Regions from separate parts of the Mus musculus genome. Here region 2 is linked to region 1. The links are chromatin contacts, called in public promoter capture Hi-C maps. All regions are on one chromosome and are shown on one strand. Each heading gives the region's core, a stretch centred on a gene start, on an enhancer-like site or on the middle of the called end of the contact. The rest is flanking DNA. Distances are from core to core; before and after follow the strand shown. Region 1 overlaps Slc35d2 (solute carrier family 35, member D2). Region 2 overlaps Habp4 (hyaluronic acid binding protein 4).

Region 1 (3,843 bases), core at 711-3,210:
GTGACGGAACTACAGGCGTACTCCACAGTGCACAGCTTAGCATTTCTTACTGACCCCCTTCTATATGTTTAGTATGTCCCAAGTCCACTTTACAATTAAATCCTCCAGCTTGCATATCCCAGCCCCATGAATGTGATTCTTGAGCTCAACATTCCCATTTCAAAGATAAAGCAGCATGAGGCTCGGAGAGGCTAAGCAGCTTGTCCACAGACCCAGAGCTAGTTAAGTGTCAAATCCAAGATTGAACCTCCACACGTGTGCTGTGGCACATGGGTAGACAGACAGATACATACACACACACACACACACACACACACACAGAGAGGGAGAGAGAGAGAGAGAGTAATAATAAATTAAATTAAGAACTCCATCACCAGAATAACTATTAAATCCAATAAAGCTAAAGGGAGGGGTAACAGAGACCAGAGACACAGCTCAGTGTGTTAAGAGCGCCTGCTGCTCTTGCAGAGGACCTGGATTGGGTTCTTACTGCCCTCATGATGACTGTACCACCTTGTAACTCCAGTTCCAGGGGACCCAGCACTCTCTCTGACCTCTGTAAATAGCTGTGATACTGAAGTGTTTGGACCCACCAGGATATAAAGTCGGTACTTCCAGCACCAACAGAGCCTGCAAATGCAGGGCTTGTGTGTGTGTTGGGAGTACAGGGGAGGGGTGCCCTGCCCAGATAAAGTCAAGAGAAACACAAGAAAGAGGATTCTGGCAGAAGAGACAGGCAGACAAATTAGATCTGACTTGTCAAGAAATACCATCAACCGACTTCTCCACTTACATACAGTTTCTTACCCCAAAAGACAGGAAAGGAGAAACTGTATGATAAATAAGACATTCTTCCAGTGTCTGAATTCAGTGGCCTGTGATGACAAAGAAAAGATCCATCGTGCGGTTAGTGACAGTTCAGCTTAAATCCAGTTAGCACAACCTTACCACCTTTTGTGCCATTGATGCATTGACAATAATTACACAGTTCTATCAAAGAGACAATGCATTAAATATCAATAACTAGTTAAACAGGGGCTTATTGTACTACTTTCCAAACCTTTACGTTTGAAAGTTTCCATCATAAAAAGGTTTTGCTGTTACTTATTGAGTAGCCTTCTGATTCCCTATGTGCAGCGTGTCATGAGTACATCTGTGATGGCTTGTACATGCTTGGCCTAGGAAGTGGCACTATTTGGAGGTGTGGCCTTGTTGGAGTAGGTGTGTCACCATAAGTGTATAAGAACCTTATCCTAGCTGCCTGGAAGCCAGTCTTCTGCTGGCAGCCTTCTGATGAAGATGTAGAACTTTCAGCTCCTCCTGCACCATTTCTGCCTGGATGCTGCCATGTTCCTGCCTGGATGATAATGGACCGAACCTCTGAACCTGTAAGCCAGCCCCAATTAAATGTTGTCCTTATAAGAGTTGCCTTGGTCACTAACTAAGGCAACATCCTTATACACACACACACACACACACACACACACACACACACACACACACACACACACACACACATAATTAAATAACCAAATTGTAATAAGTTAAAAACCAAGAGCTAGAAGTATTTATATAAACAATCAATAAAAATTATTTACTCTGGACAACATAAACCCAGAGAGGGTTATTTAGTAATATTTCTTAAAATACATATGTTCTTCACCAGTGCACACTTTAATAAACACTAGTTTTCTATCTTTAAGAATGAATCTATACTGGTAACATTTGAAGAAACAGAATATACAAAGCATGCTAGATTATGAATCTTTTGCACTTTGGGGGGGTCAATCAGAAAAAAAATCAATATTTTAAAATCCCTCTCCCTCAGTTGCAACACACTACATGTATTTTGGCCTCCTAGAGGGAAGGTCAAATGAGCATCTCCCAAGGACCTGGGGTTTGTTAACAGAAGGGCTGCTATCTCTGACTTCATTTCCCACAGTTAATAATCCACCGACTGTAAGTCCAAAGTCCAGGACTCACTTCCCAGAGTAGTGAGTCACCAAAAACTTTGGCCTTTCCATCTCTCCCTGTTGACTCATTCATTCTTCCTCCAATGACAGAGAGAGAATATTTCACTCCGTGTTATCCGTCAGCTTCCAGTGTATTTAGTTCAGTGTACATGAACTCCCCTCTTTATCATATTTAGTTCATAATCTAAAATGGACTCAGTCATGCAACCAGCTAAAAGATCTTGGAGTAATTCAGTGAACATTTCAGATAGTTGCCGAGTGAAAACAGATCACATTTACCTGCTAGGGACTCTCCCTCATTTTCATTACTAATTACAGTGTATATCTACATCTCTGGTCATCTCTTGCCATCTAATACTTTAGTAAAGGTATACTCATATTTTATCTTTAGGTTTTCTATTACATTTGTGCGTGCGTGTGGTGTAGGTATGTGGTTTAGACACAGCACACACACGGTACTCACAGACAGTCTGCCAGAATCAGCTCTCTCGATATGTAATATGGCTCCTGGCGATGGAACTCAGGTTATCAGGCTTGGCAGCAAGTGCCATCTCTCCAGCCCAAATGAATTGTATTCTAAACATTATAGCTTTTGTATTTTATCATTTTAGAGGAATAAAAAAAGTCCTTTGATCCCCCCACTCCCCTTTGTGGCACTGAGGATCAAACCCACAGTCCTGTGCATGCCAGCCAGTGTTCTACCACTGAGCTACATCCCCAGCCCTGGATATTGCTCTTAGATCTTTCAGTGTATTATTCTAGTTATATATATATATTTCTAAATAATAATTCTACAAAGCTCTCCAGTCCATCTGCAATTTCAGTGCCTGGTAATCGCTCAATTCAGAGAGCTTCTGCCTAAATCTCTAGAGTCTAAACTGAAGAGGCCAGAGAGGGCAAGCAGTGGGTGAACTAGCACCACATCAGGAGGCAAAGTTCTCCTAGAATATGAGAATTTAATAAATTACTTCTCCACTAACAAAGAGTCTAACTCTCAATTTACCCACAAAGTAAAAAAATACAACAAAGTCAATGACACACTGAACACACTCACCCTAGCACACCTAGCTCGGCCTCACCTACCTTAACCATGTTTATAACACGGGCCATATTTACCTGCTGAAAGTCTCCAGTAGAGACGCTAATAATGACAGTTGGGATGAGCATGAAGCAGGCATTATAGAAAAGCACTCCATATTTCCCCAGCTCCTGTGAAAATAAGAAGATTGCATTCAACTCTAGAGCTCTAAGGTATCGTGTCTTCTGGGCTGATTTGTCTATTTATGCACAATTAGAATGTTTAAAAGGCTGGCAATGTACTGTAAGACTTTTGGCCCATGTCTGTTGTAAAATGGACCATTGCACTGTGTTGTAACTTTGGAATAAATATTTGTTCAACACCAACAAGCACATGTACAATGGATGAAAACAGAAGGCTTGAGGCCCTACCCATCTCTAACACTCCACTATTAAGCACGTTATTCAAAGTAGCAAATCTGAAATGAGATAATGGAAATTTAAAATGTTAACTAATTCTTTTAAAACATCTGCTCCATCCGTTAAAGAATAGGAACCTATCATGTTTGCTTTTACTAAAGTGACCACCCACTTCTCCTTTAAAAAAGGGGGGGGTGACATATTGTATTTTCAGGAAGGCAATGGACCTGTTTTTGTAAAACTGTCACCATTCAAAGAAACAAATGGGCATACAGATTTTAAAAATAGCTCACAGAAAAGCACCCATCAGTCAATGAGAGCTCCCTCACAAAGCACAAAGAGCCCAGAACAAAAACCCATATGCTGGCTCACCCCAGACAGCTTCCGGTCACAGCTGGGGCTGGGTGAGGTCTGGGGCAGCACGACAGGCAGC
Region 2 (3,843 bases), core at 470-2,969, 74 kb after region 1:
AGCCATCTCTGCAGCCCCCTCGGTAGCATCTGGTAAGGTGTTGATAGCCAGTTTTCTGAGAAGACCAGCCAGCACTGTCCAGCATCACTACTTCATGGATTCTCCAAGACCCTGACAGCACTTCCCCACATCATTGCCACACCTCATGGAAATTCCACAGCTGGGAAGTTGATGGTCTTCCCTTTTCCCATCTCTTCTCCCACCTCTTCCAGTTTTGGGTCATTCCCACTGACCTTCTCAACCCTCAGTTTGTACATGTCTTTTTCCCCAGCTCTGGTCTTCTGGACAGTTGAAGTGTATGCAGTCTCATGTTAAAGTCTCCCCTTAGCCCTACACGGAGCTGTGTTCATTCCTCCATCACTTGTTTCTATAACTCCAGGCCTGCTTTGTGTCGTCATCACCCTCTGAATACTCCCCCCTCACCTCACCAGGCCTAGCGGCCACTTCAACCTAAATCTGTGTTGACTTAAGCTCAGCTCTCTGGCTAACTGCGCTCTGGGTTCCCTCTGCCTTGAGCATCTCCTTCGAAACTCATTAGAGTTTTGCCTCAGGCCTGTTCTCTTTCTCCGTCTTTATGTGATCTTATGTACCCTGCTCTCGAATTGTCATATGTGTGTTTTGACACCAAAATACAGATCTTTGCCTTCATCCTTCAACCCGAGTCCGAGGTCCGAGGTCTGTGTGTCTGTCTCCTGCACACCTACGCCTGCTTCGCCACTGATACCTCATGCTCAGCATGACTGAGCTGCTTGCCTGCTTCCCCACAACCCCCTGGGCCTCAGCAGGTGTCTGTGCTCCGGACCAGCATCAACACTCATCAGCTTCCCCAAGCAGAAACCTCTAAGTCTCCCTTGGAAGTCCAGTTTTCAGTCCTCTCCTACCCCCAATTCAGGCCTTCATTGTGTCCCTAATCATCCCTGTCACCGGCACAGCCTAAACTTCTGACGTCCAGCTGTCACTGCAGCTCCCGAGCCTCTCTCTGCACCAGAGTGGCTGTCATGTGGGCGTTCTGAGTGTCACATTCTCCGACCCCTTCAGACCCCTCCAGTGCCTCATGTTTGACCACTCTCGTGCCTTCTCAGGACTCATTTTGTGGCTCCCTACTTCACGTTTCTGAACACACCTTATCCTCCCCCCCCCTTCCCTGTTTGCTGAATTCTTGCCCTTCACCCTGCTGCTGATTCTCCCTTTCTCCCCCTTCAGCTGCCAGAGCAGACTGAGCCAGTTTGATCCAGTTATTTAATCTGCCCTCATTTGTTAATAGGAATAATCAACTGGAGTTGTGAGGGCTGTGTTTTATGCTCAGCTATGCTCCTATCTACAAATAGGAGAGAGGGAGGGGCCCCCTACATCTCTTACACGAGTGACAGTGACTGACGGTTGTGACAGCTGTGAATTTACTGCTCAAAACAACTAAGAATGTGTTTTTAAAATAGGATTCACAGTTAACGTGCCTATTTAGACTGCGTTAACTAAAGTCACAGACACACTCATTTCTATGAGCTGGGAAAGCGAGTTATGTAGGACTCTTCAGGGAGAATTCTTGTTTCTGTGGCTCTGTCAGACTTTAAAATCACACTAATCTCCCAGCAGCTGTGTCATTGTTGATGGTTTAAGAATTCCGTTTCTTGATACGATCGATGACCTGCCACCCCAGCTCTGGCTGATTGAGTTGACACTGGGGCTTTCCCCATTCCGCCACAGTGGACCTTCACCTCCCAGGCTTAGAACTTGATGGAAGAGCTTAAAGTCCTGTAAGCCAGTGTTTTAGTGAACAACCTGAAATGCATGCTTATTCTTCCAACTTAGCCAATTTACTGGTGTGTCACACCCATCCTTCCCTGTGTTCTGACAGCAGCTGAATTGTTCCTCATCAGTGTTCTGATGTTTGAGGGCACCTGCTACACTGCCCTGTTTTGTCTTTGAGCTTGCCTCTTCCGATCATATAAACGGAATCTTACACAGAAAAGAGAAGACACGTTAGCTTATTTCACTTGCCATATGTCTAAATTTCTGTCATGTTATGGCCTATATTTTAAAATCCCTGTTTTGTTTATCTACTTGTCAGGTGACAGACATGCTAATAGTTTCCAGTTTGAGGCTGCTGTACATAACAGCCACTGTAAACATTCATGTATGTGTTTGATAGGGATGCGCGTTCTCATTTCTCTCAGGTATGAAATTCCTGGATCATATATGAACTCTCAGAAAATTTAATAATTTTTAAAATTTTAGTCTTATGCACATTGGTGATTTGACTGCATGTATGTCTGTATAAGGGTGTTGGATCCCCTGGAACTAGAGTTGCAGACAGCTGTGAGCTGCCATGTGGTTGCTGGGAATTGAACCCAGATCCTCTGGAAGAGCAGCCAGTGTTCTTAACCACTAAGCCATCTCTCTTGTCCCCAGAAAAAAAAAATTTGAGACAAGATCTCTATGTCTTGGAACTTGCTGTGTAGTCAGTCCCAGCTGTCCTGGAGCCTGATGTGTAGACCAGGATGGCACCAAACTCATAGAGATCCACTTGTCTCTGCCTGCCTAGGTCTGAGATTAAAGATGTGAGCCATGACACCCGACTCTGTAAAAAAAATTGAAGACCAGACTGTTCCGTCCCTTCCCCTTCCCCTTCCCCTTCCCCTTCCCCTTCCCCTTCCCCTTTCCCTTCCTTTTTCTATGTATGAGTGCTCTGTCTGCATGTACACTTGCATACCAGAAGAGGGCACCACATCCCAATACAGATGGTTGTGAGCCACCATGTGCTTGCTGGGAATTGAATTTAGGCCCTCTGGAAGAGCAGTCAGTGCTCTTAACCACTGAGCCATCTCTCCGGCCCCCCAGACTGTTTTCTACGTTGATAATCACATCCCCAATACAGTCCCACAAAAGTATAACTTTCTTTTCTGAAGTAGACACTTGGTCCCACCAGCCAAAAAAAAAAAAAAAAAATCTTTGTCAAAACTTGTTAATTGCCTTTAAAGACACTCCCCTTTTCTTTCTTTAAAAATTACATGTATGAATGTTTTGTCTCTCTGTGTGTGTGTGTGTGTGCACCACATGAATGCCTGGTACCTGTGGCACCAGAAAAGAGCAGTAGATTCCTTTGAACCAAATCTACAGCTGCTTGTGAGCCACCAAGTGGATGCTAAGACCCAAACCCAAAGTCTTCAGCAAGAACAGCAAGTGCTCTTAACTGATGAACCATCTCTCCATACCCTGACTGACCTTTTGATACTAGCTGACCATTGGATATGGAATGGTGTAACTCCTCGTGGGTTGCGCCACATTTCTCTGATGATTAACAGAGTGGACATTTGAAAAGCTTTTAACTTGTGTTATCTTGCCTCATGCATGCAATACCTGAAGAAGCCAGAAGAGGGCACAAGATGCTGGGGATTTGGACTAAGGTCTTCCTAATTCCTCCTCTGAGCCATCTCTCCAGCCTGCTTTAAACATTTCGAATTGTTAGCTAGGATGGGGCTAGAACACTTGCTTAGCACATGGGAGTCCCTGAGCTCCACTCTTAGCACTCTCTCTCAATATATAAAAAAAGTCTACAATTAAAACTTCACTTCAGAGGGCTAGAGAGTTGGCTCAGTGGTTAACACTGGCTGCTCTTCCAGAGGACCCCAGTTCAATTCCCAGCACCAACATGGCAGCTCACAACTGTCTGTAACTCCAGTTCCAGGAGATCCAACACCCTTATACAGACAGACATGCAGTCAAATCACCAGTGTACATAAAATAAAATAAATCACTAAACCTCACTTAAAACCATGAGTCAGAGAAGAGGGGAAAACATGAAAACCGTTTCAACAGGTTCTCATGATGAAGTTATCAGACAAA

Evidence for each region. Promoter capture Hi-C pulls out the DNA fragments that hold promoters and counts their contacts.
Region 2: a promoter capture Hi-C map of liver shows a contact between it and region 1, with 3 times the contacts expected there. The contact joins two enhancer-like sites. A contact is called at or near these places in 12 of 39 promoter capture datasets (the 3T3-L1 cell line, 3T3-L1-derived adipocytes, the HPC-7 cell line and 8 more), 8 of 484 Hi-C or Micro-C datasets (the HL-1 cell line, cerebellum, double positive thymocytes and 2 more), 2 of 115 datasets of contacts at active chromatin or transcription factors (intestinal crypt epithelium and liver) and 3 of 9 other capture datasets (adipose tissue, liver and pancreatic islet).

The regions. Positions count from the first base shown.
Region 1 is chr13:64,103,926-64,107,768 of GRCm38.p6, forward strand. Slc35d2 (solute carrier family 35, member D2) reads right to left here. Exons shown (of 12, transcript NM_001001321.3): 8 at 3,090-3,182; 9 at 808-875. Among named protein-coding and RNA genes, the nearest start is that of Hsd17b3, 17 kb to the left of the region's middle. Within about 2 kb of position 1,961, at least 28 of the 459 cell types and tissues checked have an H3K27ac peak or open chromatin away from gene starts, as enhancers often do. A contact at or near this core is called in liver, where this site is marked.
Region 2 is chr13:64,177,767-64,181,609 of GRCm38.p6, forward strand. The region is part of intron 5 of Habp4 (hyaluronic acid binding protein 4); the gene reads left to right. Among named protein-coding and RNA genes, the nearest start is that of Habp4, 18 kb to the left of the region's middle. Within about 2 kb of position 1,720, at least 13 of the 459 cell types and tissues checked have an H3K27ac peak or open chromatin away from gene starts, as enhancers often do. A contact at or near this core is called in liver, where this site is marked.